4 separate regions of the Mus musculus genome follow, and all the other regions are linked to region 3. Evidence: chromatin contacts called from public Hi-C and HiChIP or PLAC-seq data. All regions are on one chromosome and are shown on one strand. The core of a region is the stretch at or near the end of the contact, and the rest is flanking DNA. Distances in the headings are between cores, read along the strand shown.

Region 1 (3,350 bases), core at 492-2,991, 420 kb before region 3:
CTGACACATGTAATGCCCTGAGTTCATTTTTTCAGTACAAACAAACAAACATGTTGCAAGCAGGATGCTTTCCCTCTTCCAGTGTCCCTCATTGGTCTAGGGGAAGAAATCCAGCTGCCTTCCCATGGTGTCTGAGCAGGACCCGTCATAAGGTGGATTTTGTACAGATTTTGTACAGCTCTGTTACCATCTCTCCACTTCGCAAACTCTGAGCTCCAACCAACATTTCCTGGAGAAGACCCAGCTTGCTCCTCTCCTCAGCAAGTGGGCTCTGGCAGCAACCCTCTCCTCTTTGGAGCAGAGACCCTTCCTTTTTCTCTGTGTAGCCCTGGCTTTCTTGGAACTCACTCTGTAGACCAGGCTGGCCTCGAACTCAGAAATCCGCCTGCCTCTGCCTCCCAAGTGCTGGGATTAAAGGAGTGCGCTATCATGCCCAGCTCCACCATTGCTTTTTAAACCCCAGTTTAAATGCCCCTCTTCTGTAAAATTCTTGGCAATCCAAGTTGGTGCTAACTTCCCTTCCCTGTGAAGTCTACAGGCCTTAGGACACTATTTTTATAGCCGACAGTTACTACGTCATATCTCCTGAAAACACCACTCAGCGTATGTCAAACACAGCAACCCAATTAGTCTATGCAGGAACCAGAAAAGACTTATTTCCTTTCCAGGTGCGGAAAACGAGGCACAGATAGGCTGAGGTCATCACCCCAGGTCACATAGCAAGTGGCTACAGCATTTGTTCTTCATGCTTCTTGTGGGTCAATGCAGTGCACACTGTTACTGGCTAGAGCATGCCACCAGCCTGCTGGAGGTCAGGACAGCTGAGTGTCTACATATACATGTCTAGTTTTAGACAACTAACAAATCCTTTTGAAGGAGTAAATTCCGGAGTGAGCAAGTGGTCTGAAGAATATAGGAGAAAGAAAAAAAAAATCTGTTTTCTCATGCCAGATCAGCTACCAATCAGTTCAGAGCAAAGTCAGCCTGCCTCGCCTGTAGATGTATTCCAAAGGTCTCATTGACCATGGTGTTTTGTGAGGCTGGCTCATACGGTGCCCCTTCTGTGGCTCCCTAACCTTGGCTATGTGAATGATGACCTAGATATACGTTGATACTCAGGCCACCCTACAAGGACAGGGTGTTAGGACAGCTTACTTCCGTGGCCTCTGGGTGGTTGTCTAACTCCTGGGAGGAAGGCCAGGAAAGGTGTTCTCAGAAGCAGAGTTTCCAGGAGCCACCAGCCAGCAATCATGGTGTATGTGTGTCCCTGTGTCCGTGTGTCCCTGTGTCCATGTGTGTGTCTGTATGTGTATCTGTGAGTATGTACATTTGCCTGTGTGTGTCTGTGTGTGTCCATGTGTGTGTGTCTGTATATGTATCTGTGAGTATGTATATGTGCCTGTGTGTGCCTGTGTATCTGTGTGTGTGTCTCTGTGTGTATGCTGTGCCCTCCTTACCTAAGCACCACTTTATCCTTGGCCTCTAGCTCTGGTAAAATAGCAAAGCATCCAAGATGCTGCCTGTGGGAATCAGCCTGTGCCTCCATGCGCTGCACTTACGGGGTGGCTGTCCACATCCCCAAGGGGTGGACCAGCCTGTGGGCATCATGCAGAAGGCACTCAGTGAGCGCCTGAGCCTTACAAGGCCATGCCCTTCCCTGCTATGGCAGGTGTCCTCCTTCAGTGTCTGGGGCGGAGCCCAGCCCGGCTCTGCCAGTCAGAATGTCATGTCATGAAACTGGGCCTCAGCACTTCCTCGTCTCCCCAGCCTGACAACACCAGGAAGCTGGGGCCATGGGCTATCTCACGGGGTCCATGGCTGGTGCCTCGGTTCAGAGGAAGACATGGGCAGTGAGCCAACTGCTCTGGCAAGGCTGATTCGGGGAGCCTGGAGGGGAGGGGTAAGACTCCAAGAACATTCAGGCTTATTTTCTTCCTTCTCTGTTTCTCCCTTTAAAAAGAAACGAAGAAACCAGAGGCCTCTGTAGCCCGGGCTGGTCTTTAACTCTGTATATAGTCAACACTGGCCCTGAACTGGTGATCCTCCTGCCTCTGCATCCCATCTGCCACATTATACGCACAAATCCCCATGCCAGCTACTTTCCTTTATGTTTGTGTGTGCACATACTACGGTGAACTTGCGGAGGAGGTCAGAGGGACAACCTGTGGGAATCATGTTTTCTTCCCACCGTATGGGCCTCAGGGATCATCAGATTTGGTGGCAAGTTCCTTTCCCTGTTGAGCCATCGTGCAGCCCCTCAGCTTCCTTTCTTAACAAGTGACTGTGTTTCATTTATAATTAAAAAAAAAAAAACCATCCAACATAGTTATGATTCTTAATTGTAGGGTGTTTGGTTCATACTCATGATCCATGGAGGGAGAGTGAAGCAGGAAGACCAGGCTGAGTCCCAGGTTAGCCTGGGCAACAGAATCAGGCTATCTTTAAAGACCAGTCTTTATAACTAGAGTAAAGCAGACATAGAGTAGCATTCAGGCCGGTGGCACACACCTGTAATTGCCACTTGGAAGGCAGCAACAGGGGGATTACTACAAGTTGGAAGGTAGCCTGGGCTACATATGGAGACCCCGTCTTGAGATAAAGCAAAACATAAAACAAAAACAAAATATGAGCTGGGTATAGTAGCAAAGCCCTCCCAGCACTTGGGAAGCAGAGGCAGGAGGATCAGTGAGTTCAAGGGCCAGCCTGGGCTACATGAAGTTCTGTTTCCAAACAACAAGCTAAGCAGCATCCCAAACAGTTATCACAAAGGCAGAGACAGTACCCCTCAAAGCTCAGTGGGTGCCCCTCCGGCCTCCCAGGACTTGGTGTTCTTGCCTGGACTCTATAAAGTGGGGTGGACCCCACCTACCTTGGGATGGTTGGACTACAGAGGCTGAGGCACGCCCACAGACCCTGAAAAGCAGGGCAGAGGAGGGAGGTGTTTGCTGTCAGGCTCGCCCTTGTGGGAGGCTGGAGAGGCCCATCAGTTAAGGGTTCTTCCAGAGGGCCTGGTTCATTTGCCAGCACTAGAAGGCTGTTACTACAGTTCCAGGGATCCAATGTCGTCTTCTGGCCTCTGTGGGCAGCACACACACACATAGCACAGAGACTTATATGCATTCAAAAACACTCACGCCACAAACTAAAATAAATAAACCTCAAAAACCCTCTGTGGGTTAGTCAGAGCCTGAATCTCCAGATGTTGTGCCCAGGGCATGGCCCCCTGACTCCTCTGTGCACATGTTTTGGGGAAAATGGGTGTTTCCCTATGGTCAGGGACAAGTCACCAGGAATCCTCTCCTGTCCCCTTTGCTATCACTTTAGGGTGGAAGGAAAGAGAAAGGAAAGGG
Region 2 (3,739 bases), core at 269-2,768, 400 kb before region 3:
AGGGTTCACTTGCCAGCACTGGTATCTTCTTTGCCTAGACACGCCCCCACTTGGTCCTGCTCTCTTCCCCATTACTGAAACCTGTGCTCTGTCAGAGACAGCCTTCCCTCTCCACTCTGAGGCTAGGTTCCCCTCAGAAATGCCTCTTCTCTTTCTCATGCACCTAAAGGCTGTCTTCCAGCAGAGGCCCCCAAAGGGCAGGAGGGCATACTCTTAGTTTTGCTTGCCTGCTGGTGAGAGATCTTTAGGTCAGGGAAAGGTGACATCTTGTTCTTGCCCTGGCCCCCAATGTAATCATTTGGGTGTTGAACAGAACTCCAAGTACCATAAAGGTGATGAGGAAGGCAGGTAAAACTAGGGAGTGATTGGTGACACACCCCTGTCTCCCACTTCAGACACCAGAAGCATGGATCAAAAACAAGAAGTGAGTACCGTTCCCCCATTTTCCCGGGGTTCCCCCCAGTTAAGAGTGTATAAACTGGAGATTGACAAAGAGATAGGAGTGTCCCATAGCCGGAGCTGGGGAAGGGCCAATTTATTTCCAGTAGTTTGCAAAGACACACCACCCTTGATTCAAAGGGTCCGCACTCTCCTCTGTCCCACCTCTGACTCTTCAGTCCGAGACCATAGACAACCCAGATCCAAGAGGACCTGGGCAAGAGCATGTGACACTCAGCCCCCTTCCCTCCCCACCCCCAACCAAACCAAACAAAGCTAATTTGATGTCGCAAATGGCTGGCAATCTGCTAACAGTGGCCTGCTCGCTGACTTTCCTTTCTCAAACAGAACGAACGGCAAGGGCACCTGAGGCAGGCTCTCTCTGCGGGACAGAGGAAGCGGAAAGGACTAGGGACAGACGTCTAGATCTCTGACTCAGAATGCGGATATGTGGTAGGAGACACAGCAAAGACAGCCACACAAACAGAAACCCTACCAAAGGTTATGAAGGGAGACAGGGAACGGCAGGTGAGGGCGGCAAGGATCGGCGGCCTCACTTCAGGGGTTCCCTGCACCTCTCTGACTCGGGCTGCCGCGCCTCCTTCCCCTTCCCAGCATCTCCTCAGCCGGTCCACAGGTTCCAACGTGTCCCTGCCCCAGCCCGCTTTCCCAGCGCCCAAGTGACGCCAGAGCCAGGAGGGAAGAGGCGCCACGGGGAACTCTCCCTTGTTTTTTTTTTTTTTTTTTCCCCCAGCCGGGGTGCACTCACCAAAGTCCCTGGTTCCCTCCTCTTGGGCCTCGTGGGTGAAAATCCAGGGTGGATTGGTGGCGTAGAGGGACGTGGTGGAGGGGTGGGCGTGCTTCTTCCCAAAGAGTTTGCTGAAAGTGCCCTGCATGGTCTGGTTCTTTTTCATGCTGCTGCAGGCCGATCTGTCCCCGAGGGAAGGACCTTCCGTCCCTAGGCCTGTCCTGCTCCAGACTGAACCCCGCAGCGTCTTCCCAGGGGACACTAGCAGGCCATGGTCCCCAGCCGCGCTCCCCGCCCGCGCACCCGGCGACAGGTGGTGCGGGCGCCGCCGCCGCTCGCCTGGAAATGCGAGCTACCTGGACAGGTAAGAGGCTGCCGCCCGGAGCCGGCCCCGCCCCGCCGCCCAACTCCCCGGGCCACATTCCTGCCTCCTTCCACAACAGCCTATTGTTGGCACCGTGCGCTGCGCGGAGGACCTCGCCCGGCCCACGCCCTGCTGGGGAGCAGAGCCGCCCCCTGCCGCGGGTTCCCTACCGGCACGCCCGATCCACCCCCACTTTTTTTTTTTTTTTTTTTTTTTTTCTGGACCAGGAAAAGCCCAAGGCGAGTTCCTTGAGTCTGTGAGCCCTTCCTGAGCAGATCAGGGTGGACAGTTTAGAAATGACTTGCATCCCAGAAAAGTACCTGCCTGGCCAAGCTAGCATGGCCCAGAGCATCCCGTGGGCCCTCTGACATGTGTGAGGGAGACTTCGATGAATACAAATGATGAATACACAGGAAGTTAGAGGCCAGGTAGAGTTAAGAAATTTCTGCACATTTTTTTTCCTTTTTTTTTTTTTTTTGTTGTTGTTGTTGTTGTTGTTGTTGTTGTTGTTGTTGTTTTTTTGTTTTTCCGAGACAGGAGTGCTGGGATTAAAGGCTTGTGCCACCACCGCCCGGCTAATTTCTGTACCATTTTTTGTTTGTTTGTTTGTTCGTTTGTTTTTGGTTTTGTTTTTGTTTTCGAGACAGGGTTCCTCTGTATAGCCCTAGCTGTCCTGGAACTCACTTTGTAGACCAGACTGGCCTCAAACTCAGAAATCTGCCTGCCTCTGCCTCGAAAGTTCTGGGATTAAAGGCGTGTGCCACCATCGCCCGGCTAGTTTCTGTACCATTAGAGAACACAGGAAGAAACTATCCTCATGGTTAGGCCTCCATATATATTAATATACTAATATATTAAATATTTAACATATTCAATATATAATTATTTTATATATTTCATATTGTTTCTTGTTTATTATTTATATTGTGTATATTATTAATATATTAAAGATAATATATTTAATACATTATATAGTGTGTATATTAGAGAGACCCTGCCATATATGTCATATACATACATGTATGTATTATGTATGTATGTATGTATGCATCTATCTATCTATCTATCTATCTATGTATGGCAGGGTCTGTCTATTATGTAGCCATTGCTGTCCTGAAATTTGTAGACCAGGCTGGACTTGAACTTATGACTATCTCAACTCTGTCTCCCAAGTGCTGGGATTAAATGCTCAGACCACCAAGCCCGATCTTAATGTATATTTCATGAAATAAAATTTAGTCTTTGGCAATTTCATACATAAACAATGTGTCTTGAGCATATCATGCAGGCTATCCCTCTCCCACTCTTCCCTCCCATCCCTTTCTCCTCTTCATCATCCCTCCCCGCCCCCCTTTAAATCTACTGGGTCTAGTTAGTGCTGCCTATCAGAAAGTTGACTGATCTCATTGGCCTGAGCCTGTATGGATAACCACATTGTAGTCTGTTTCAGAACACAATGACCACGTCATGCCCTGAACACAGCTCTAGAAAATTTGGTATTTTATAGACACCAGATTCTTCTCTCCTGGAATATTCTTTTGAGACAAAATGTTACTTTGTAGCTCTGGCTGGCATGAAACTTTCTATATAGACCAAGCTGGCTTTAAATTCATAGAGATCTGCCTGCCTTTGCTCCCAAGTACTGGGATTAAAGGTATACTGCATGCCTGACTATGAATGTAATTTTTAGAAACCAGATTTGGGGGGGCTGAGGAGATGGCTCAGAAGTAAAGAGCCCTGGCTGTCTTTTCAGTTCCAAGCAACCACGTGGCAGTGGATAGTGATCTGTAGTTCCGGTTACAGGGGATCAGATGTGTGCACTGCACACACACAGGCAAATACTCATACACATTAAAATTTTATATATATATATATATATATATATATATATATATATATATATATATTTTTTTTTTTTTTTTTTTTTTCCCCCAGGCAGGGTTTCTCTGTGTAGCCCTGGCTGTCCTGGAACTTACTTTGTAGACCAGGCTGGTCTCAAACTCAGAAATCCACCTATCTCTGTCTCCTGAGTGCTGGGATTAAAGGCGTGCGCCACCACGCCCAGTTAAAGATATATTTTTTGAGATAGGGTCTTACTGTACAGCTGTGGTTGGCCTTGGGTTTACAGAGACCCACCTGCCTCTGCCTCCAGAAGATTAAAGGTGTGTGCCACCAGGCTAGGCATAAAT
Region 3 (3,532 bases), core at 676-3,175:
GTGCTTCCTTCTACAAACTAACTTCACCGTCATTGTTTGGGATTAAAGGTGTGTGCTAAGGCTGAGCCACACCACAACTAGAAACAGATTCAAATATCCTGTAACAAAAAAGGAAGAATATGATCTAGTTACCCCCTTGTATGTGTGCGTGTGTGTTCTCATGCGTGCAGATTTTGGTCTCGGGAATTGAACAAGCACCCTTACCAGCTGAGCCATCTTGCTAACCCTGGGTGGGTGGGTAGGCTAGAGTGTAGAATTATCACCAGGGCCTTGACTTGTGCAGTTTTGGAAGCTGAAAGATCTTCAGATACATGCTGAAGACCCGAGAACCAGGCACGCTGATGGCTACCGGACCCTTTCCAAGTCCAGAAGCAGTGAAGGCGGGTGTCACAGCTCAAGGTTGCTCAGACATTTTGTCTGTCAGGCAAGAGATGGGTTTCAAGTGCCTTGCCCACAACAGTGAAGGTGAATTGTATTGTATTACTCCCACCTTGTCTGCAGGAGACCCTGAGGGATGCCTGATGTCCTAGATAGTACCACGTGTTATTACACTTTTTTCTGTCTACTCAGACTGATAATAATGTGTAATTTACAAATTAGGCTTGTCGTGAGTTTGACAATTAACATTACAAATGGAGACTGGAGAGAGGGCTCAGCAGCAGTTATGAGCTCTCACAGAAGACCTGGGATAGGTTCCCAGCTCCTACATGACAGGTCACAGGTTGTGACCACCTCTAGTTCCAGGGGACCTGCTGCCTTCTTCTGGGCTCCGAGGACTTGTTAGGACACTAGGCACACACAGAGCACATATGCACACATGAAGCGAACACTCATACATACAAAATAAAAATAAATAACCATGAAAGAAAGAAAACTTAAAATCCAGAGAAGTTAGGTTACTCTCCCAAAGTCAGTTAGCTAGCCAATAGGGAAACCAGGTTTAGAATACACAAATACTTATGTATGTTCACGGATGGTGGATGGGATAACACACCCCAAACCCTTCACGGTGGCTATGTCTGCCAAATGATGCTGAAGCTCTTAGGCAGTGGCTCTCACCCTTCCTAATGCTGTGACCCTTTAATACAGTGCCACACGTTGTGGCAATCCCAACCATAACATCATTTTTCTTGCTACTTCATGACTGTAATCCTGCTAAAGTCATGAGTTGTGATGTAAACATCTGACATGCAAGATATCTGATTTGCAGGACAGCTGATCTGTGAACCCTTGAAAGGGCTGTTTGTTCCCCCAAAATGGGTCATGACCCACAGGTTGAGAACCCACTGGGCTAAATTTAAAAAAAAAAAAACAAAAAACAAACAAAAAAAACTTTTCTCTTCCACTTTGTATACCAAATGAAATATAGGACTTTTATTTATATCTTAACTTCTTTCTCTCCCCCAGCCCCACCCCCTGGGCTAAGACAGAGTCTCACTGGCTATTCTGGCTGACTGGAACTCACTGTGCAAACTAGGCTGGCCTCAAACTCAGAAAGTTCTGCCTGATTCCAGAACATTCCAGGCATCACACCCTGCACATTTGAATTTCAACAGGAGACCAGATTTGCTCTTAGTGTTTACTGAGAATTTAAAAATTAAGGAAGATTAGGAATAGTGGTGCACACTTTTCATCCCAGGGCTTGGAAGACAGGGGCAGGTGGATCTCTGCACATTCCAGGCTAGCCTGGTCTACATAGGGAATTTCAGTGAGACCCTGTCTCAAGCAAGTAAAATGAAATGAAATGTTTGAGTTCGGTGTCTGAAATTCACAGTTAACTGAGTGTACATATTTGTATTTGCTAAGTCAGACAGCCCAGTCTTAGTTTGTCTTCTGTTGGCAGGGCCGGCAATTCCTTGGTTCCTCCACAATGAAATACCAATTCTCCAGGAATTCTGCCACCATCTGATAAGACTGATTCAGACATTCAAGTTACTCTAAGCTGTGGTGACATATTAACTAGGGGTAATTCAACGGCTATGCCTGAACCTCTGTCTTTGCTTTATTTTGTGTTTCATTTTATTGAATGAAAAAGAAGCTCTGTCAACTGGAAGAAATTTCAGGCGAGATCAAATTTCAGTTTGTCTCAGACTGGTCCTCCGAAGAATTCACCCTGTGCCACGCAGAGCTTCTTGTTCTCAAGTCCCTACTACTAAAAAGTAGGCATGGATCTTAACTGGCATTCTGGCTGCTGGCGTGGCACCATGGCTGGTTGCTAGAAGGGCATCCCAATATACATAGCTCGGGAGGAGAAGGACTTGATTTCCGCTTGAAGATGTCATTTTGAATTTCACTTTCTAGCTGCTTATGAAACCTAAAATAACAAAGCGACACAGAGTACTTCTGGGCTCCCAGCTGTGCCACCAGTCACAATTTTAAACAAACGCAAGCTCCATTGTTAAAGAGAGACTGCAGGCATAAGAAAGCCCAGCCCCACCGAGAAAGGCGAGCCTGAGAGGATGCCAGCCCTGGACAGGAGCGCCCCCTGCAGGCTCCCAGCAGTATCGCGGAGGAAACGGATCTGAAGAAGGCTCCAAGGTCATTTCAAACACAGTCCTAGAGAGTAGTTAGTTGTCTCTGCCTGAAGGGCCACTTGAGAGGAGGGTGAGGGTGTCCTTGCAATGAGCAGAATCAAAGGCAGAGGACCTAGTGACTTGAACTCGTACTCTACAGGGAATGCAGGACCTTCTGCTTGTGTTCAAGTCCCTGGGCAGGGTCGATGTTTGGTCCACTGACAGAATCGATATGAATGGTGAAGAATCCTGAAGTCTGGGTTAGGAATGTCATGGTACAAAGCTGTACTTGTTCTGCAGGATGATAGACAGGTGGACATGCACAGAGTAAGGGGAGGGAGAACCCTATCTCGGGATGAGTCCAAAGTGCTTCTTTCAACATCATCCCACACTTAAGATGCCAGGGATGGATCCAGGACCCTATGTTGGCTAGGCAGGCTTGTTATCAACTGACCTACATCCCTGCTGGTTCCCACACGCTGCTTTCTTTTTAAATATTTGTTTACTGCATGTTCAAGAATGTGTGAATGTGGGTACACACAGGTCACAGGGAGTGTGCACAGGTCAAAGGGAAGTTCTCAGACCTCTCCAGCTACCTTGAGGAATATAGGAATAAACTCAAATCATCAGGCATATACAAACATTTTGGCATATTTTTTTCAACCTACTTTAGTAAGGGTCCAACCTCCCCACTAGTCCACCACCCATCAGAGGTAGTGGGAAAGAAAGGTTATTAGGATATGGGGGAAGTGTACCTGTTTAGAAATAGTTCTTTGGAGCGACCCCAGTCTTTGTTGCTCTCAGTCCAGTCCACTAGCAAACACCAAACATGAACCAGCAGCTGCCGTCCAGTCCGCTCGGCAGACACCACACAGGAATCAGCAAGGGCAATTCAATTCAGAAGAAACCTTGCAGCTCACCAAGCAGTCCGAGTCTGCAGAAGCTGCAAAATCCGCAGGAACCTCACCATAAGTTCTTTGGTGAGGTTCTCTCTATGGAATCGCCACAAGCAAAGCTTG
Region 4 (3,599 bases), core at 544-3,043, 260 kb after region 3:
TAAAATCAAAAGAATAAGAGGTGAGCCAGGCAGTGGTGGTTAACACCTTTAATCTCAGTGTTCAGGAGGCAGAGGTTGGAGGACCTTTGAGTTTGAGGCCAGACTGTGTGCAGAGTGAGTTCCAGGATAGCGAAGGCTACACAGAGAAACCCTGTCTCCAAAAACCAAAAAAATGAGGACTGGTGAGATGGCTCAGCAGTTAAGAGCACTGACTGCTCTTCCAGAGGTCCTGAGTTCAATTCCTACCAACCACATGGTAGCTCATAACCATCTGTAAAGAGATCTGAGGCCCTCTTCTGGTGTGTCTGAAGACAGCTACAGCGTTTTCATATAAGTAAAATAAATAAATAAATAAATAAATCTTTAAAAACAAGCAAATATTATGAGATGAGCAGCGACAGTCCCCACTAGGACTATTGTTTTTATTTTTTATTTTGCTCTTCTTTCTCTGTCACATAGACAAGTGGCTCACCCAATATGGGACATATATATATATTTTATTATTATTATTATTATTATTATTATTATTATTATTATTATTATTATTATATGTAAGTACACTGTAGCTGTCTTCAGACACTCCAGAAGAGGGCGTCAGATCTTGTTACAGATGGTTGTGAGCCACCATGTGGTTGCTGGGATTTGAACTCTGGACCTTCGGAAGAACAGTCGGGTGCTTTTACCCACTGAGCCATCTCACCAGCCCCGGACAGAGATTTTTGAGGAAACTTAAAAACAAGCATGGTTCTAGCGCAATCCATGGAATAGTTTAGAATACCTGGTATGCCTGGTGCAGGAGGCCGGAAGAGGTCGTGCCCTTAATCTCCTTTGACATTCATCTGGTAATGACATTAGCGTGTTGAGTGGACTAGTTTTTTAGTGTGTTCCAACATCATGTATCAGTCCTTGGGTACTCAACAATTCCTTGCAGAGTCCCACTGTAGTGAAGTGGTGTAGTGAGGTGCAGAAGAGACACAGAAAATAAGAAAAGTCTCCTGCCCATAAGCCAAAGGTGTAGGATAAAGGCTGTGGGTGGCGACCCTTTCTAGTGTTATATAGTGGCGTTGTCCTAGGCTAGAGCATAAAACAGCACTGTGCTAGCATAAAACAGCACTGTGCTAGTATGTGGCAATGGGAGTAAATTCTGAGAAACTTAAACAAGTGAAGGCTCTGAGATGGAAATGGAGCATTTCTAGTTTCTGGCTCCACTGTTTACCCAACTTGTGCTAAGGCTTTGTAAATCTTAAGGAGCCCCCTGGCGGCCACTGGGAACCCGTAGATATTCATTGTACGGATGAGGAAGCCGAGATGCAGAAAGGTGAGGAATTCAAAGGCTCACAGAGTAGGTGACACATTTTTATTTCCGCAAATCCTCCACAAATAACCGCCCACCAAATGTGAGTGCCACGTCGGTCCTTCAAGTCTCCGGGAATAAAAACCTCACCTAAGCAAGGCGGCCAACTTCTGTAGAGCCCGTGCCGTAGCGGAAGCTGCAGATGCATTGTGGAAAGCCTTTAAATTGTTCACAAGCGGCCGAGTTCGAGACCCTACAGCCTAACTGAAAAGGGTTGGATCCAGACGGGTGTCAGACTCTAGAGACCTTAGAAGGGATGGGAAGAAAACTGGAGGGTTTTTTGCCGGAATCCTGGCTAGCAAGACCTTTTCCCAGACGCTCACATTCGCTAAGGAATCTCAGGCTGCCTGAGTCCTCCTGCGGGAGCGAGAGTCCGTCTCTATGATACAAGAGACGTCGAGGCGGGCCTCTCTACCCCGCCCGGTGAGGCTGCGCAAGCGCAGTAGCTGAAGCACCGGAAAGATGGCGGAGGAAGGGTGAGTGTGTCTTCGGATCTCTCTATGGGGCTTTGAGGATCCGATGCCATCCTTTCTGTTTGTACTCTGGTGATACAAAAGGAAGCTGTGGGCTGTGGAGAGAAAAGAAAAAGGCTCCATAGTATGAAGTCAAGGTGGGGGCTGAGATGCTGTAGGGCTCCGCGACCAGGGATCGGGACGACTTTGGAAGCAGCGAGAAGAGGAACTGAGGTTCGGAGGGGCGAGTGGCTGCGTAGCGCCAGAGTTGAGTTCGCTCAGCTTGGCTGTCATGTCTTTCACAGTTTGGTACACACGTACAGTGTATTTTGATCGTATCACCTCCCCATCATCTCTTATTCCCCTGCGTCTTCCACCAAGCTCTTTCCCCCCAATTCCCCCTCCTGCTTTCATGTGCCCCCCCCCCCCACCTCATCCTAGCTCGACTTAATCATTACTCTTCTTGATGGATCTGTGATAGCCCCTTTCTGGATTTTACTAGAATTTCCTTGCCGCTAGTGACAGGTCATAGCCTACAGTTGTTAAAGCTCCACGGACCAAAACGAACCCAGAGAGCAAAGGTTTTTCCTGATTTTTAAAGGCTCTCGGGACGAGTGAGCATTACAGGAGCACGGCGAAGACTCATCAGAAACTTTAGGTCCCGGGAAGACCAGGATCTCGAATTGGTTTGGAAAGCCACCAAATGTTGGTTTGGCAATTTTCATTAATGTCAAATTTGTTCCTTTATCAGGGAAAGAAAAAAAATTCCTTTGGTTCCAGAAAATCTTCTGAAAAAGAGGAAGGCTTATCAAGCCCTCAAAGCCACTCAGGCAAAGCAGGCACTTTTGGCAAAGAGAGAGGTAATTCTGAGAGGGGGGGGGTTAGGATTTGTAGTGGACGGATTTTACTAAACGGTGTTCGTTGAACTAGATTTGTTATCAGATCCCTCACAGGTTTCTCCCTCATAGTCCTCCATTTAGCAAAGATTTACCCACCATCTTTCTGTGAGCAAAATGTTAGACCAGCCTTTAAGGGAAAAGTGAAGACATTTTCTGAATTCAAATTTAGTGGTAAAACCAAATTTGGCAGGGAAAAAAATAGATTATTTTAAAAATGTTTTGTTGGGGTTGGTTTGTTTCTTAGATGGGGTCTGTACATATGGTCTGGAATACTGTATGACCAGGCTGGCCTCAAACTAACAGATCAGCCTACTTAGGCCTCTAGAATGCTGCGATTAAATTGCTATCTGTGGCACACTTTTCAGCATTCTAGAAGGTTGAGACAGGAAAATGGAGAGTTTGGCTATATAAAGAGAACCTGTCTCAAACCAAAAGTATCCAACAATTTTAAAAGTTTATTTAGAATCACGTGTGGGCTGGAGAGATGGCTCAGCCCTTAAGAGCACTGACTGCTCTTCGGAAGGTCCTGAGTTCAAATCCCAGCAACCACATGGTAGCTCACAACCACCTATAATGAGATCTGACTCCCTCTTCAGGTGTGTGTAAAGACAGCTGCAGTGTACTTACATATAATAATAAATAAATCTTTGGGGGGAGGGTATAGGGAACTTTCGGGATAGTATTTGAAATGTAAATAAAGAAAATATCTAATTAAAAAAAAATTCCTGGTCATGGTGGCTCACCTTTAATCCCAGCACTCGGGAGGCAAAGGCAGGCGGATTTCTGAGTTCGAGGTCAGCCTGGTCTACAAAGTGAGTTCCAGGTCAGCCAGGGCTACACAGAGAAACCCTGTCTCGAAAAACCAATGTGTAGATTCTGCACACAGTATGTACA

The links. A called contact is a pair of places that touch in the nucleus more often than the background predicts. HiChIP or PLAC-seq counts read pairs in DNA pulled down with a chosen protein or histone mark.
Region 1: an H3K4me3 HiChIP or PLAC-seq map of bone marrow-derived macrophages shows a contact between it and region 3, with 4 times the contacts expected there. The contact joins two enhancer-like sites. A contact is called at or near these places in 2 of 15 datasets of contacts at CTCF or cohesin (the NIH/3T3 cell line and embryonic stem cells), 2 of 484 Hi-C or Micro-C datasets (LSK cells and uterus), 6 of 115 datasets of contacts at active chromatin or transcription factors (bone marrow-derived macrophages, embryonic basal ganglia, embryonic hindbrain and 2 more) and 1 of 9 other capture datasets (embryonic stem cells).
Region 2: a Hi-C map of uterus shows a contact between it and region 3, with 2.6 times the contacts expected there. The contact joins the promoter of AI661453 here to the enhancer-like site in region 3. A contact is called at or near these places in 2 of 15 datasets of contacts at CTCF or cohesin (embryonic stem cells and stem cell-derived epiblast-like cells), 18 of 484 Hi-C or Micro-C datasets (the C2C12 cell line, the N1E-115 cell line, bone marrow-derived macrophages and 11 more), 10 of 115 datasets of contacts at active chromatin or transcription factors (bone marrow-derived macrophages, craniofacial prominence, embryonic basal ganglia and 4 more) and 3 of 9 other capture datasets (embryonic stem cells, liver and macrophages).
Region 4: a contact with region 3 is called in an H3K4me3 HiChIP or PLAC-seq map of bone marrow-derived macrophages, with 4 times the contacts expected there. The contact joins the promoter of Rpl7l1 here to the enhancer-like site in region 3. A contact is called at or near these places in 5 of 39 promoter capture datasets (hippocampal neurons, liver, pre-B cells and 1 more), 1 of 15 datasets of contacts at CTCF or cohesin (the NIH/3T3 cell line), 9 of 484 Hi-C or Micro-C datasets (the Ba/F3 cell line, the N1E-115 cell line, cerebral cortex and 5 more) and 3 of 115 datasets of contacts at active chromatin or transcription factors (T-cell acute lymphoblastic leukemia, bone marrow-derived macrophages and embryonic stem cells).

Annotation. Positions count from the first base shown.
Region 1 is chr17:47,453,277-47,456,626 of GRCm38.p6, reverse strand. The region is part of intron 2 of AI661453 (expressed sequence AI661453); the gene reads right to left. Among named protein-coding and RNA genes, the nearest start is that of AI661453, 18 kb to the right of the region's middle. Within about 2 kb of position 1,741, at least 85 of the 459 cell types and tissues checked have an H3K27ac peak or open chromatin away from gene starts, as enhancers often do. A contact at or near this core is called in bone marrow-derived macrophages and uterus, where this site is marked.
Region 2 is chr17:47,434,418-47,438,156 of GRCm38.p6, reverse strand. AI661453 (expressed sequence AI661453) reads right to left here and starts at 1,518. Exons shown (of 5, transcript NM_145489.2): 1 at 1,208-1,518. The coding sequence starts at 1,352. It also overlaps a transcript of 1700001C19Rik not described here.
Region 3 is chr17:47,037,999-47,041,530 of GRCm38.p6, reverse strand. No RefSeq gene overlaps it. Among named protein-coding and RNA genes, the nearest start is that of Ubr2, 29 kb to the right of the region's middle. Within about 2 kb of position 1,925, at least 58 of the 459 cell types and tissues checked have an H3K27ac peak or open chromatin away from gene starts, as enhancers often do. A contact at or near this core is called in the Ba/F3 cell line, the C2C12 cell line, the N1E-115 cell line and 7 more, where this site is marked.
Region 4 is chr17:46,780,850-46,784,448 of GRCm38.p6, reverse strand. It overlaps Rpl7l1 (ribosomal protein L7-like 1), which reads left to right and starts at 1,793. Exons shown (of 7, transcript NM_025433.3): 1 at 1,793-1,830; 2 at 2,558-2,666. The coding sequence starts at 1,817.